Regions from separate parts of the Danio rerio genome. Here region 2 is linked to region 1. The links are chromatin contacts, called in public HiChIP or PLAC-seq maps. All regions are on one chromosome and are shown on one strand. Each heading gives the region's core, a stretch centred on a gene start, on an enhancer-like site or on the middle of the called end of the contact. The rest is flanking DNA. Distances are from core to core; before and after follow the strand shown. Region 1 holds the start of gan (gigaxonin). Region 2 holds the start of cdh13 (cadherin 13, H-cadherin (heart)).

What was found. HiChIP or PLAC-seq counts read pairs in DNA pulled down with a chosen protein or histone mark.
Region 2: a contact with region 1 is called in an H3K4me3 HiChIP or PLAC-seq map of embryo, with 2.3 times the contacts expected there. The contact joins the promoter of cdh13 here to the promoter of gan in region 1. A contact is called at or near these places in 3 of 18 Hi-C or Micro-C datasets (caudal fin, embryo and an unstated tissue) and 1 of 4 datasets of contacts at active chromatin or transcription factors (embryo).

What each region holds. Positions count from the first base shown.
Region 1 is chr18:14,689,540-14,693,151 of GRCz12tu, forward strand. It overlaps gan (gigaxonin), which reads right to left and starts at 2,192. Exons shown (of 12, transcript XM_073929911.1): 1 at 2,050-2,192; 2 at 1,742-1,933. The coding sequence starts at 1,932. LOC108179959 (a long non-coding RNA gene) reads left to right here and starts at 1,633. Exons shown (of 4, transcript XR_012393987.1): 1 at 1,633-2,001; 2 at 2,128-2,255.
Region 2 is chr18:14,907,530-14,910,875 of GRCz12tu, forward strand. It overlaps cdh13 (cadherin 13, H-cadherin (heart)), which reads left to right and starts at 1,382. Exons shown (of 14, transcript XM_068214885.2): 1 at 1,382-1,549. The coding sequence starts at 1,505.

The DNA of each region.
Region 1 (3,612 bases), core at 942-3,441:
GAAGGGTAGTTTCTACAAAATTATATGTAACGCATCCTGCCCACTCACTCATATTAATAAATCTATCTAACTATTTTTTCAGTAACATATTGTGGACTGTTTTTATTTTCTTATATTCTTTTGTGCACAACAGTGACAAAAACTACTTTTGTAACAGAATTAATAACTCTCTAGTGAATTGCAACCAATAAGGAAAAAGGGACATTGATACAGTGTACCAATTCCCACAGCGTCCTTTTATTGCTCTCATCCATGCAAGACAATTTGGATTATGATAATTATAGATATGACTTACTACATAATTACAACTTTTAAAAACAAATGTCAACAGCAACAATTTTGAAAAAGACGGGAGAGTAGAAGTAACTTCATTTTGTTTAGTAGTGGTAACTCAGAAGTTTTGAAATTTTTTCACAGAAATATTTTTATATGATTTTATAAGATTAAGTTTTTCTATTTATATGTTCTGCTTTCATTTTAATTGTAGTCCAGGTTTTAGCAATTTTCTTATATCTAATAAAATTTATAGTCTTTTTTCTTTTTGTTTACATACACTAAAAATTAAATGATCAATAAGTCATGATAATGAATGTTTTCATGTTAATTATAACTTAATAAAACACATTAATCACAATTCTAACTTAATCTTTTAGATCAATATAAAAGCCATTTTAAGCCAGTTTAATTTTAGGTCAAATCCCTTATAAGGTTAATATAATTTAACTTAGAAATTTAAGACAACGCTGTTTTAATGGTGTAACTATTTGCCTAGCTTAACATTTTAGTACTTAAATGAACTTGAGAATGACAAATGCCTTGAATTTATAATAATTGTGCCTTGAATATATAACATTGCATAACATTTAAATAAATGATACAATTTCATCTTATTTAATAATAAAATCACTTTTCTTAATGATTCAGTTTAAAATTAAACAGCAGAACATTAAGAACTTGTGAAAATAGAGTAATATAAAATTTTTGTAATTATTTATGTGAGTTTTGTGGCCTTTTTGAGGCCTTTCAGTAACCATTCATTGTCAATGCACAAAATAATATATTTACTTAGCTAATTATTTTAGTTACTTAGCTATTTATTATGAGTATGATATATATATAATAGCTTTTTAAGAAATAAATGATACTATTTTAACTTTTAAAGCAAGTAATGAAATAGCTTTTCTTAAGGATTTAGTTTAAAAATTTAATATTAAAATATTAAGAACTTATATAAGCCTTTGATTTATAATAATTGTGCCTTGAATATATAATATAGGTTTTAAAAAATATACTATTTTTTTCTTATTAGGTAATAACATCTTTTTTCATATTTTCTTGTGGATTTAGTTTAAAATTAAATAGCAGGGCATTAAGAACTTGTGAAAATTGCATAATATGAACCATTTTTGTAACACTTTTATGTGAATTTTGTGCCCTTTTTGAGTCCTTTCAGTATTCATCCATGATCAGTCATTAAAACAGTTTCTTTTGTGTTCTGTATGCCTTTTACAGTATGTGCTGCTGGTTAACATGAGGGCGTGTAAATTACTTTACTCTTCTGTCTTTTTTGAGAAAACTATTAATTTAAGTGACCCAAGCAACAGGCAAGGTGGAGCTGTTTGGCACACCCATATGACACATTGCTCAAGGGTCTGCAACATGTCTGAGCAAACATAGCAGCAGCTACTCATCTGATCTCACCTCATGCAAATCTATTCAAGTTTCAGGCATTTTCCCATACCTGATGTACGGACTAGCAGCAGCCAGAATGTTTTTCTGCACAGGAATCTGTTCACCTTCCAAAACCAGCACTGCATCTTGAAAACAGTCGTCCTGTCTGAAAGACTGAAGGACCCTGAGAAGCTTCTGGGAGTGCTGAGGGTCCGAAACCACTGATCCAGCATCAGCGCCAGCTCTTTTAGGGTCTGACATGCTGTAACAACACGTACAGTACAGACAGATGTGCTGTTAACACAACACAACAACAGCAACATGCTCCAGGTTTGTGTTGAATAAACAAAATGACAGGTTTAAATCATATAAACTCACTCAAATGTGCGTCAATTAAAGTTGTTCTGGGTATTTGCTAACTTCAGCCGCTCATAGCCATCTGTGTGTGTGTTTCAGGACAGCGAAAACTGCAGAAAAACAATTCTCGGCTGCTTCATGTCATGGCACTGCACGACGTCACCAGGAAGAGCATTTAACTTAGGTTTTTCAAAATAAGAGCCCCCTTTTTTGAAAACAGCACTCAGGTGTCTAATTTCTATATGGCGCAGGTGTCAAACTCCTGGAGGGCCACTGCTCTGCACAGTTTAACTTTAACCCCAATTAAAATACACTTGATCAAACTAATTGGGTCCTTCAGGCTTATTTGAAACAAAGAGCATAGCGCAAGTTATTTGTTTGGAACCTAAGTGTGTTGAAGCATAGTTGGAACGAAACTTTGCAGGACTGCAGTCGCCCTACAGTATATATATATATATATATATATATATATATATATATATATATATATATATATATATATATATATATATATATATATATATATATATATATAGTATGTGTTTTTTCAACACATTTGTAAACATAATAGTTTTAATAACTCATTTCTAATAAATGTTTTATTTTATCTTTGCCATGATGACAGTAAGTATAATATTTAACTAGATATTTTATTAAGACACTTCTATACAGCTTAAAGTGACATTTAAAGGCTTAACTAGATTAATTAGGTTAACTAGGCAGGTTAGAGTAAGTAGGCAAGTTATTGTATAATGATGTTTTTTTTCTGTGGACTATCGAAAAAAATAGCTTAAAGTAGACCGAAATAAGGTCTTTATATATATATAGCTGTTTTAAAGACTAATTATACTGTGTATAATTAAATTATTGCAATAGTTTTGTAAAGTTTGTAGCTTAAGCTATTTACATGCTATTTTATAGCTATTTATACTAATATGTAGACTCCCTGGCTAACATTCAAATTACTTCACGAGGACAAAAAGTTTTTAGAGATTTATACATTCACACACACTTTTTATTACATTTATGCAGCATAAGTCATACACGTTGATTAATTTAAGTTTTCATATCAGTGTCAAGATTCATGTCTTTGAAACAGCCACTCTTTGCTCAGGTGTAATGGATTTAAATGAACAATTTACAGGACAGTAAATCCCTCTGTTGCTTAGTCATTAAAAGTGTCATCAATCACTGCTTCCTGTCAGGACATTATATGGGAGAAGAGGTTGGTGTACGCTGGACAAATCTGCCCTTTATGCATGAAAAGAAAGAGTATTAAGCTTCTGATTTATGACGACTGGTGACCTCGAATATGTGAATGAGTGAGAAGAAGAAGAAGATTGAATTAATCTTTCATTAAGAGAGAGCTATATTGTGATTTAACACCCGTTTGTGGCGCTGATCGGCTGTGCCAGTTATCATAAAGAGGCCAGAGCTGTTCTCTTTAATTCTGGTGATTCATACGTATTTCAGTGGAATATAAAGAGGAGATTTTAATTAGAGTCTGTAGGATATACCCTTTACCAAGTATAAAACCTTTTATAGCGTATTAAATTGGCCTGGACTTTCCGTGACTTGGCATGT
Region 2 (3,346 bases), core at 132-2,631, 220 kb after region 1:
TCAATCGCTAAAATTGGTTGGGTTTAGTGAAGGAGAAGGGTGGGTCAGTTGATTGGTCTGTCAGTTAACAGCGGCCTCTGGTGAGTTTGTGAGAACAGCAGGCGCGAATGGCACTCGAGAGAGAAATTTGAGATCTCAAAAAGCGTACATAGCAGCCTCTCGTTAAATTGTGAAAAAAAAAATGTAGCTCCTATGTATTTTGTGTTCTCTAGAAATGTATAAAGAGGTTCCTTTTCTGGGTTGAATTTAACAGTTAGACTATACAAGAACTATTTGTGGTTCCCTAACGGATGCCAGCATTGCTTTCCTTAGTTTGAATATTAAGATTTTTGTATAGTGGAAGATTTGGGTTAAGGTAAGGAATTAGTCAACATTATAATTATAAACATAATTACAGAAATTTATTAACAGTGTTATTACAAGCAGATAATTTTGGAAATATCAGTAGTAAAAACATGTATGCACGTAATTAGTGCAATGTACTAAATGAATAATTAAATTGTAAGTTCATAGTAATTAAGGCCACTTAATATAAAGTGGGGTGTCATGGTGGTGCAGTGGGTAGCACGATCGCCTCACAGCAAGAAGGTCGCTGATTCGAGCCTCACCTGGGTCAGTTGTCATTTCTGTGTGGAGTTTGCATGTTCACCCCGTGTATGCGTTGGTTTCCTTCAGTTTCCCCACAAATCCAAACACATGCATTAAAAGGTGAATTGGGTAAGCTAAATTGTCTGTAGTGTGTGAGTGTAAATGAGAGAATATTGGTGTTTCCCAGGGTTGCAGCTGGAAAGGCATCCGCTGCGTAAAACATCCCTGATTAAAAAAGGACTAAGCCAACAAGAAAATGAATGAATGAATAATGTAGAGTGGGACCAACTTTGGTGTTATTATTGAAGGTTGTTTGCTTAGTTGGATTATTTGCATATAAGATTTTTCCTCATTCTGTCCACAACCCAGTCAGAACAGACCTGTGACCCGCAAGTTCACACAGTCATTGATCTTGAACACAGCTTCTAAAGTTAAGATTGATGACTGATCATAACCCCTGCATAGGCTGATTGCATTTCTCTTAAGAAAAACAAGATTAAACATGACACCTTAAAATATACAGCAAGCCCTTTGGAGCTATGCATGTCTGATTATTCTATAATACTCTTTCCATTAACAGAGTAGATGCAATATGCCACCCATTAAACGCTTTAATCCCCAATTGTGTTTTCAAGCAGAAAGTTTAAAATCGGTGAAAGATGAAGGAATGCAAAGCAAAGATGCTGAAACTTGAGCGTCGGTGAGAGCATGTCAGGTTCATGCGAGCGTCAAAGAAGAAACCCCCCTATAAATCTATTGGTGGTGGACTCCAATGCTCTGCTCACGAGGCTGCAGTTCTATTTGGGAAGTTGGCAGCTCGAGGCAGAGGGGCTTTACTCTCGCGACTCTGGAATTATGAACAGCGCTGGTCCGACCAGCATCTTGTTTTGAACATTATTCCCACTGATCTGAGACCATGGAGTTCGGAACCCGCATTTTCATCGCATTCCTCGTTTCCCAGGTAGGCGCGAGAGGTTTCATTCCGTTGTTTATGCTTATCGCTTGTTGTCAGATTTATTTAGCATTAATTTAGTGCTTGATAAAAATGTGAAATTAATCATTTGAGAGCGCAGTGCACGTTTTTACAACTCGTTTTGCAGAAAGAGTTGCGCTGAGGTAATACTTGCATCTGTTATCCACGGCACACAGAGTAGAAATTAGTATTATGAAATATGCTATTCTTTCATTGCTGTTTATTAATGATAATAATAGTACTGTTTCCAATGCATTGGACGTTAGTTTGGTGTTTACTCCAGCCCATTCGTGTGCATCAGTCTAATGCACTGCCTGGGTTCAGATGGAAATCACGAGCAAACTCAGTCTCAGATCGCATCTATATTCCGCTCAGCTCTGAAGTTGAGCGCTCCTTTGGCTCCCTTCATCAGGAGACATTCACACGACGGGCTGACTCACGGAGCCCTTCTCCATTCACTAAAGACAGTAAATGAGCGAACAAACCATTCAAGTCCTAAACGCTTTATATATAGTCATTTGAGAACGGCAAAACTTATAATTCCAACCATTAACGAATGGACGATTAATATTCTCTGCTTACTTCAGAGAGCTTCAAGCCAGATCAACAAGATAAACGAATAGCAATCAAACAAGCGATTAACCATCAAATATCACTTTCGAACCAAATGAAGAGACTCGAATACTAATAAATAACACAATAAGTGTTTTACCGCATATATTTTATTGTTTGTCAATTTTAGGAGATTAAATGAAACGAAACAGAAGAATTCTATTTTAATGTAGCGAATCGAGTGTGAAGGAGAACCGCGTTTACCTCAGACAGCTGGATTCAAATAGTGGAGTCAATCCCACGTGTAAAGAGACGGATCGATTCAGTTTAAGGTGGATGATGTGATGAACATTCAGGCTGGTCATTTGCAGGTAGATCGTATTGTTCCTGCAACAAACTATTATACTTAAAGTACAAGTTTATCGTGTTTCCTCTGCCTACACTCTTAAAATGTTCTGTATTGGAATTGAAAACCTTTACCAGTCATGGAAACTTTCAGCTGCACAAAAGGCTCTTTATTATGTTTTTTCCATTGAGATAAAACTAATACTGATGGCTGGATGTTTATCTGGGGGACCCCAAATAGTTCAAAAACACACCTTTTGGAATCTTTGTTTAAGAATGCAATGAAACATAGTATCTGGCTAACCAGCTCCTGCCAGCACTGACCAGAGATCAGCTTACAACCTCAGCCACATTTTGTAAAGTTTGACTTTAATTTGAACATTTTGACTTTCCCATATCAAATTGATCTTAGGATTTAGATCTGCTGTTACATCAGATTACTTGAGGCTGTTCATGCTAATGGACCCTTTGGTTAATATTGTTAATAATGCACATGCATTACTGTAGTTTGTGGTATAGTCATTTGGGATCGAAGGAGACAGTGTTATGGCTTCTTGCATTTGAAATGCTGATGGCTCATTTGTAAGCTACTGCTCAACACTTAATACAGGATAATGAACAACAGGTGCTGTGTTAGTTCTTCCTCTCTCAGATTAAATGATTTTATTTTCACCATGATTTATTACGCTCAGATGTTTTAAATGTGTCCCTTTTAAGATGACATGCACGATTTGCTCTAGATAAAACGTTATTAGTGTGTTGGATTATCCATAACTTTGCATGCCCTCAGCATGTGCTGCATTTTTTATTCGCTATTCAATTTCAAAATATCTTTACTGTTGTTTATCTCAGACAAACCCCCAGGCTTTGTGCGCAGGTTAAATAAAG